Regions from separate parts of the Mus musculus genome. Here region 1 is linked to region 2. A link is a contact called in public HiChIP or PLAC-seq data. All regions are on one chromosome and are shown on one strand. Each heading gives the region's core, a stretch centred on a gene start, on an enhancer-like site or on the middle of the called end of the contact. The rest is flanking DNA. Distances are from core to core; before and after follow the strand shown. Region 1 holds the start of Chrna2 (cholinergic receptor, nicotinic, alpha polypeptide 2 (neuronal)). Region 2 holds the start of Scara3 (scavenger receptor class A, member 3).

Evidence for each region. HiChIP or PLAC-seq counts read pairs in DNA pulled down with a chosen protein or histone mark.
Region 1: a FOXA1 HiChIP or PLAC-seq map of pancreatic cancer cells shows a contact between it and region 2. The contact joins the promoter of Chrna2 here to the promoter of Scara3 in region 2. A contact is called at or near these places in 4 of 39 promoter capture datasets (the HPC-7 cell line, Sertoli cells, cranial neural crest and 1 more), 1 of 15 datasets of contacts at CTCF or cohesin (embryonic stem cells), 1 of 484 Hi-C or Micro-C datasets (the G1E-ER4 cell line), 8 of 115 datasets of contacts at active chromatin or transcription factors (embryonic stem cells, forebrain, neural progenitor cells and 3 more) and 3 of 9 other capture datasets (adipose tissue, embryonic stem cells and pancreatic islet).

The regions. Positions count from the first base shown.
Region 1 is chr14:66,138,888-66,142,645 of GRCm38.p6, reverse strand. Chrna2 (cholinergic receptor, nicotinic, alpha polypeptide 2 (neuronal)) reads right to left here and starts at 1,686. Exons shown (of 7, transcript NM_144803.2): 1 at 1,641-1,686; 2 at 360-502. The coding sequence starts at 432.
Region 2 is chr14:65,951,609-65,955,678 of GRCm38.p6, reverse strand. It overlaps Scara3 (scavenger receptor class A, member 3), which reads left to right and starts at 1,935. Exons shown (of 6, transcript NM_172604.3): 1 at 1,935-2,183. The coding sequence starts at 2,177.

The sequences.
Region 1 (3,758 bases), core at 437-2,936, 190 kb before region 2:
AGAAAGTACAGCCATGACCATAGCTACTGTGTGCATACCCACCTATCTGCCCTAGCCTGTGTGCTACGTGTAAGCTTCCCTCATCCCCACAGTGATCTTGAGTGCTCTATGATGCTGTTTGCATGTTGAGGTCAGGAACTCTGAAGCTTGGGACATTCTAAGGCAACAAAGCTGCTAGTACTAGAGTTGAAACAGCCTTTTATCTTCACCCTGTGGTGCTGGCCATCCAGCCAATGACCTTAAGTGCCCCCTGTACCCTTGAGAATGATATGAGCTGGCCTTCAGGGGAGTCTACTCTATAGCCTGTGGGCACACGATGGTGCGATGAAGTCCTAGTGGTAGTGGTGGTACCCACTCACCTGCTGGCATCAGAAGCAGACACCAGAGATAAAGATGTATCCAGAACTGGAAAGCAGGATGGGAGGGGGCCATGGCTTCAGAGGGTCCTGGTTTCTGTTGGACTACAAGGAGCTGGCTTCTTCAAGGCCCTGTCTCTCTGCAGCTGAATAAACAAGGGAAGACTCTTAGGGCCAAGTGATGTGACATCTAGTGTCTTTGTCTTTCGTATTCCATAACGGTTTAGAAGCGAGAAAATGGCTGTCAATGGGCCTGCCTGGTTTATGGGGCACCTAGGCTGCTCAGCTTCACGGAGGAGATAGACTTCCCCTTTTTTTGAGAGCCATTGGATTGTTAGCCACTTAGCTAACTAGCTAAGACATGACTGACCTTCACAGAGGAAGGTGCTAGCCTCCCTGCCATCGTGGTCTCAACTTTTCATCTATAAAGTGGGGCTAACCACATTGGACAAGGCGTTCAGCAGCAGTATTTGACTACTAGCGACAATGACCCAAAGATGCAGGCAAGCAAATGCCATCAGTGTTGAGCGATGGAGTGACGGACAGCATACCAAAACAATGAAGGCATCAAAAGGAATCAAGTACTAACATGACATTTGCAGTTGCTGGAATGGACTTTAAAAGCTTGCTATGTGAGAGAAGCCAGCCACATACTGAATGAGTCTGTTGACAAGTGACCTCTGGGACTTGCTGGCCACCCAGCCAAACCTACTCATTTGAGCCCTAGTCCCAGTGAGAGACCCTGTCTAAAAAATAAAAACAACACCTGAAGAACATCTGAGGCTGGGGCCTCTGAACATATGTGCACATATGTGCAACTCCACACACATGCACCTGGACACACACACACAGAGTTTAAATATCCAAATGTCCGTGTGCGGTACCCTGTGTATATGGACTAGAGATAGAACACTGGCTCTTAGCACAGACATGTTATTTCCCTTTGACCGTAATGAGAATGTTCTGGATATTCTGAGATGTTTTGGAATGGTGATAGGCACACTGCATTCCTAAAACTCTGAATGCCATTCATAGTTTAATATTGTGTGTTCTTAACAATGGCTTCACAAATATGTGTAAGAAGATGAATTAAACATAGAACTGGCCACATTCATGCAGGAATCGGGAACCATCATTGTTACCAATGGATCTGTGAAGCTGTTTTCCCATCTTCATCCTTTAGTCTATCCTACACTGTCCCAAGTGACCCAGCCGAGAGTCTAGCCCCACCAGCTGCTGCTGTCTCCCCTCCAAACTGTCACTGTCCTGCACTGTGTTCCTTACCCCATCCAGAGTCTGCAAGCGTGACTTTGAGTCCAGGCCATATCATTAACAGCTCTGAGAGTTCAGCTTATCTGTAGGGTAGCTATGACCTACCTCCCAGAACAGGTTCATAGTCCAGTGGAGTCATAGGAGTCTGTATGTGAGCTCCAGAACACTGAGGAGGGGGGCCAGGCACTGGGTTGCTCTGTGGATGTCAGTGCCCTGTGACCCAATGGGAACACATAGTGACTGTCTATGCCAAGTAGAGAAAGAGTGAATGGGGGAACGCCAACATGCTGCAGTGTATGGGACATGTTTACTACCATAACTGATAGCTCCAGGGTGTGTTTGGTGGAAAAGCCTCCTCACCCCTCCCCCTGCTCATGAGATTTCAGTTCAGAGGCTTATTAAAATTTGAGATTTTCGGCCCCTGACCCACAGCCCCACCACCACCACATTCAACCTCTCCACACAGCCAGATCCTGCACACACACACACAGAGAGAGAGCCGTCTCAACTGATATTTTTACAATGGAACTCTTGCTCAGCCTGCTCTCTTATAGAACTCAGGACTATCAGCCCAGGGATGGCACCACCCACAATGGGCCCTCCCACTTGATCACTTCCAGGGAAATTGATTAGAACCAGCTTGTTCTTTTCTTTACATTTTCCCCTGTGTGCCTGCAGTCACCTGTGCTCTCTGGGGGCCTAGATGAGAGGCACTTTTAACTTAAAAAAAAAAACCAAAACCTTTTTATTGGTTCTTTGTGAATTTCACATCATGTACCCAAGTCCCACTCATTTCTCCATCCCTTCATACTTGCCTTCCACCCTTGCAACCTCCCCCCACCACAAAAGGAAAGAAAAAAAATCTTCTGGAAGCTGCACTGTGTCACGGTGTGTCCTGCAGTATACCCTTTGCCCACACTTGTGTGCTTGCATGTGTTCATTGCAATGAGTCATTGGTTTGAGGCCTCTGGCTTCTGCTACATTATCAATACCGGAACCTCCCTGGGACTCCTCTCGGATAACCTGTCGTTGCCTGTGTGATGGAGATCTTGTAGTTTTGGATCTGTCTGACGGGTCCCTTGGCAGGCTCTAGTGGTTCATGGATGGGGTAGATGTTGGGGTGGGCCAAGTCAAAGCCCTGATCTGGGCCTGAGAGGTATCTGAGCTGGCCAGCCTGCCTGCTCTCCCTCACCACACACCAGGCTTTCTATTCCTGCCCCGGGCTAGGTCATCCAATGCCACCACCAACAAGGAGCAAAGCCAGCTCTCCTGCTCTTGTGACCTCAGGGCGACTCACCTGCAATACCCACAACCAGGCACAGCTCTACTTTGCTGCCCAGGTGCAGGTAGGGGTTCAGGGTCTGCTCTTCCAAATGTTGCAGGTGGGGGACTGGGCCAGTTCTTACACGCTCATGACCTTGGGGCCAGTCCTCCTACCTGCCATAGGTGGGGGGGGACAAAGCGGGGAAAGTGTAGCAGGAGGGCATGCCTCCCTCACCTGTGCCACTGCACAGCAGACAAGTTGTAGCACCCAACTTTCCCTAGCTTCCACCTCTCGGGGCTGGCTCACCTGCACCCCCACTACCAGGGTCAGCACTACTGTGCAGGCCTGCTCTCCTGGGTGCTGTAGCCAGTGACGGCAGAACCAGCTCTCCCACTCTGATGGCCTCAGAGCCAGCTCTCCTGCCTGCCAAAGGTGCCAAGGGTGGGGGAGGGGAGAGCATCTCTCCCTTGCCCAGAGACTTTTTAAAAACTTCTTGACACTTTTCTACATGTCTACATTTTCTAAATCTCCTACCGTAAGCATAATACTGAGAAGTCTTTTTGGTATGCAGTGACATTCACCGTGTGCTCTATGTGTCTTCCTCCAGCCTCACAGGTGCAGCGCCACTCCAAATTCATATAAAACTAAGATTCCAGTCCACCATCTGAGTGGATATAAGCAATCAGGGTGAATTGTGTGATGGGAGGAATAACCTATGTCCCCGAGAGACGTAAGAAAGAAAGCATTGTCTGTGCTCTCCATGGAGACCATATAGCCTTAAAAAGGAAGATCCTGATGGGAATGAACCTTGAGCATGCTCGTTGAAATAAGATAGACACCAAAGGATAAGCACTGTGTGCCTCCAC
Region 2 (4,070 bases), core at 686-3,185:
AAGGTGTTTTATCCCTATTTCATCACAGCAACAAGGAAAGTAACTAATACAGAGGGTCAAACAAGTGAATAAACGGGCAACCACCAAGACGAGTCTCTTCGGATGGAAGGAAGGATGGATGGATGGATGGATGGATAGATGGATGGATGGATGGATGGATAGGAATGTCTAATTGGTGCCTCCAAAGAAGTGCCCCTGATACAGGCTATGATTCTCAGAAACCCTGACTCGTGTGGCAGACTTAGTGTCCTAGCCTCTCTCCCTTCCGGTAGTATGTTTCTACTAGTACAGTTGGGGTGCACACTTCACAATCTGTGAACTTCCCAGGGCAAGGGCAAGCAGACTGCAGGCAAAGGAGCTTAGCTCTCTCTGGTCTGCTGGCTGAATAGTAGTCTCTTCCTCCACCCAATCCCCACCCTTAGCACTTTAGTCCAGTCTTTTTTCTTCTTCTTCTTGAGACAGGGTTTCTCTGTATAGCCCTGGCTGTCCTGGAACTCACTTTGTAAACCAGGCTGGCCTCGAACTCAGAGATCCGCCTGCCTCTGCCTCTCAACTCTGGGATTAAAGGCGTGAGCCACCACGCCCAGCATTAGTCCAGTCTTAACTGAGGAAGACATGCAGGGAAGGAGTAGACAGCAGGGCTGTTAGCAATCAGTGTTACAGGGGTGGGTGTGAGTCCTGAGGCAATAAAGAACAGCAACAGGACACATGTTAGAAATAGAGCTTTTTTAGAAAAGAAAAGAAAAGAAAAGAAAAGGAAAGGAAAGGAAAGGAAAGGAAAGGAAAGGAAAAAGAAAAGAAAAGAAAAGAAAAGAAAAGAAAAGAAAAGAAAAGAAAAGAAAAGAAAAGAAAAGCTCACACCCCTATCCAGCCCCACCAAGAATGGGAGTAAGCTGAGGGAACTACCCCAAAACATGTTGGACCAAGAGGTCATTTACCTAACACAATTTCTCCCCGTGTCAGGGATGCCCAGGTGGTGGTCAGGAGGTGGGGGGGGGGGGGGATGGGGATAGGGAGTGTGAGGAATAGGGGGGTGGGAACCAGCTCTCCTCTGCCAGTTGGCTTCCTTAGTGTTGCTGTTGATGTTACCACCATCTCCAATCTCCATCTTCAGCCAGGAGACCAGGCTGGGTTGTCCTCCCTCTGGAGGTCCTGACCTTTGCCATCATAATGTCCGCCACATCTCCGTGCTGTTGCTTAATTGCTGGCTTTCTGGTCCTTACCGACAAGTGTTCCTCACCTTCTCCCAGAACTTGGGGCAGGATCTGGAAGTTGGGAGGTGACCAACCGACCAACCGCTGAATGTGTGGTTAACATATGCTCACTTAACACAAAATGGAGCTTTTATGGGGGTTTTTATGACAAGAGTCAACTTCAAGTCTGAGGCGGCTTTCCCTCTAGGGTCCTTTACACCAGTGGCCCAGCCACATGTAGCAGGATTTGGGAGTGCTCAGGGCCCAGTTCTCCCTTGCAGATAAGAAATTCAACATTACTGAACTTAGCAGTGGCAGAACCATAGCAAGCAAGCCCTGTCAACTAGAGACGACCAGGTTAAGAGGAGGCTTGCAGTGCAGAGGTGTACGGATGTGGAGAGCACAGACCAGAGCAAAACCAACAGTTGGCAGAAGGCTGATGCCCAAGAATTCTTGCTCCTCCCGGTCTCTCTGCTTTATAGCCAGGCAAAGGAACTATACAGGACTGAAATCCAGGGTCCCGGTCCCCGCCCACCACAACTGTAACCACGCTTTCCCCCGGGGTGGGGAACCCTCTCGCGCACCCAGCCCCACGCATCAGGGGCACAAAGGGCCCTGGCAGCGGCAGTTTTGAAAATATCAAGGAAGTTGATCTGGGCCGGGGCCCAAGCGGTGACGACGAGGGAGGGCGGGAGGCGGAGGGAGGGATGCGCGCGAGGCCAGGACTGCGGGGCGCGGGGCAACACAGCTCGCCGGGCTCCGGCGGGCAGCGTGGTGTCCCCAGCCTGCGACCCCCGGGATCCTTCTCCTGCTTCGCCGCCCGAGCAGCGGCACAGCGCCGCATGTGTCCCCACCCAAGCCTCAGACCCGCGGGCCGCACTTAGGGGCCGCGGTCGGTGCCTGGGGAGGACCCCGGCTTCCCGCTCCATCCAAGGCTACTCGAGCGCCGCGGGGGCCCTGCAGAGGCCCGCGCAGAAGGGACCATGAAAGGTAAGCAGACTCCCCGGGAGCATAGAGAACATCCATCCTTCCTCCCAAGACAAGGGCCGGGCCAGGGCACCCTGATGCCTGGGCTGCAGGAGGGCTGAAAGTCCCCATAATAGATATTACAGGTCAGGGCCCCTGACTTTTTAAAAAAACTATCCTTCAGGAGATAGTGAGGAGGGATGGGGTAGGGTCGGAAGGGGACAGGAAGAGCCCTAAGTCCGGAGAAAGAGAGGAAGGGTGAACCATCACACAGGGCCCTTGCAGCAACCGGCCTCACCGCCATTGCTCTCCTACCCCTTAAAACAAATTTAAAGTTCCGAGAAGATTCGGATCCAGTTCCCCAGTGAGCACAGAAGGATGCTTGGTTGTGGATCACAGCTGAGGTCCCATCCCAGAGGCTCCCGCAGACCCTCCCCAGGTGTAAGCTGCTTCTCTTACCAACTCTGTCCCCTTCCCTCGCTATCAGACCAGTCGGAGCCCCACTATCTGACACTCCCTGACCTCTGACTTGAGGACAGAGCAACTGAGCAAGCCCTGAGGGCCAGACAGACATGGAATGGAAGTAAAAACCCTTCTTGGTTCCAAGCTGTACCTCCCGGGTACCGGAGAGCTCCCTTCCAGGTCATGAGGTTTGGGGTACTCGCTCTGGTGCCTTTTGGTAACTCTCCCCTAGCAGCCGAAGGAGAACTTCCACCACCTCTAACTTCCTCAGAGGGCCCGTGGGATGGTGTTCAGGGCTTCAAAGCTCTACTTTCGGGGGGAGTGGGGGTTGATGAAAAGTGACAGTTGTGACAGGAGATCAGGCCCCATTTGTCAAGCCTGCTTCAACTGGTGCAGTGGTGGTTTGTCTCTCTGGTGTCCAAGGATTGGGTATTCCAGAGGAAAGGGCCTGGCAGACAAATCTCTGACTGGTCCCATGTGCCGCTCATTCAGTACTCCCACAGGACCCACACTTGGTCCTGTGATGGTGCCACTGATGGAATCTTGAAATGCATAATGTTTTAAACAAGGACTCTCCCCACCCTCCTCTTTCATTTTGCATCGAGTCCCTGGAATTCTGCAGCTAGTAAAATAGAATAGCAACCTGTTACCACTCATTGCCAGCTAAAGGGTCTAGAGCCCTGGCTCTGCCCTCCGGTCCAGAAGAGACTGATGTTTTTCTGTTCCCTTCCCTCTGGCCTCTGGCACCTTCTGCCCATGCTTTCCCATAGCCTCGAAGGGTCTAAGGTTGACCAGGGTGAACGGAGCAGTTATAACCAGCCCTGGCGTGTTCCCTTGGCAGGTGGGGAGGAGTCTCACCCATGGGCCCCTGCTTCTAGCCGCTTCATCACTGAATCTCTCTCCCCCTCTCTGTAGCCCTGGGACAGGCTCTTTTCTGAAACTTCCGAGGACACATATGACTGTAGTCCACAGGGCCACAGGCTGCCCTGAACCTTGCAGATGATGCTAAGATGCTGCACTTTTCAGAGTGCTTTGACCCATCTCACTGCAGATAAGATAAGAGGCAGAGGTGGGGCTGAAAGCCTGAGTGAGGACCAGAGCTAGTGCGGATGGACATGTCTTAGGTCCCCAGGACAGATCTGAGGCAATCAGAACTCCTGACTTCTCCCATCTTCCTGCTTCCCCCAGACTCCAGGAAAACTTCCCTCCACAAACCTCAGGGTATCTCTTCAGAAACCCCAATGATTTCCTGTGACACCCCAGGGCCTCGAGGGGTGGCAGAGCTGCCAGGGGGGAAAATGACTGGTTCCCAGCATGCCCCGCTCCGCAGCAGCCAGAAAGGGCTGACACCATCTTCTATGATGGGAAAGGTCAGGGTAGATTGAAAAAGCAAATATTTGGCCTCTGGGATCTTCAGAGTAGAGCTTTTTTTCACTGGAGTGTGAAAGG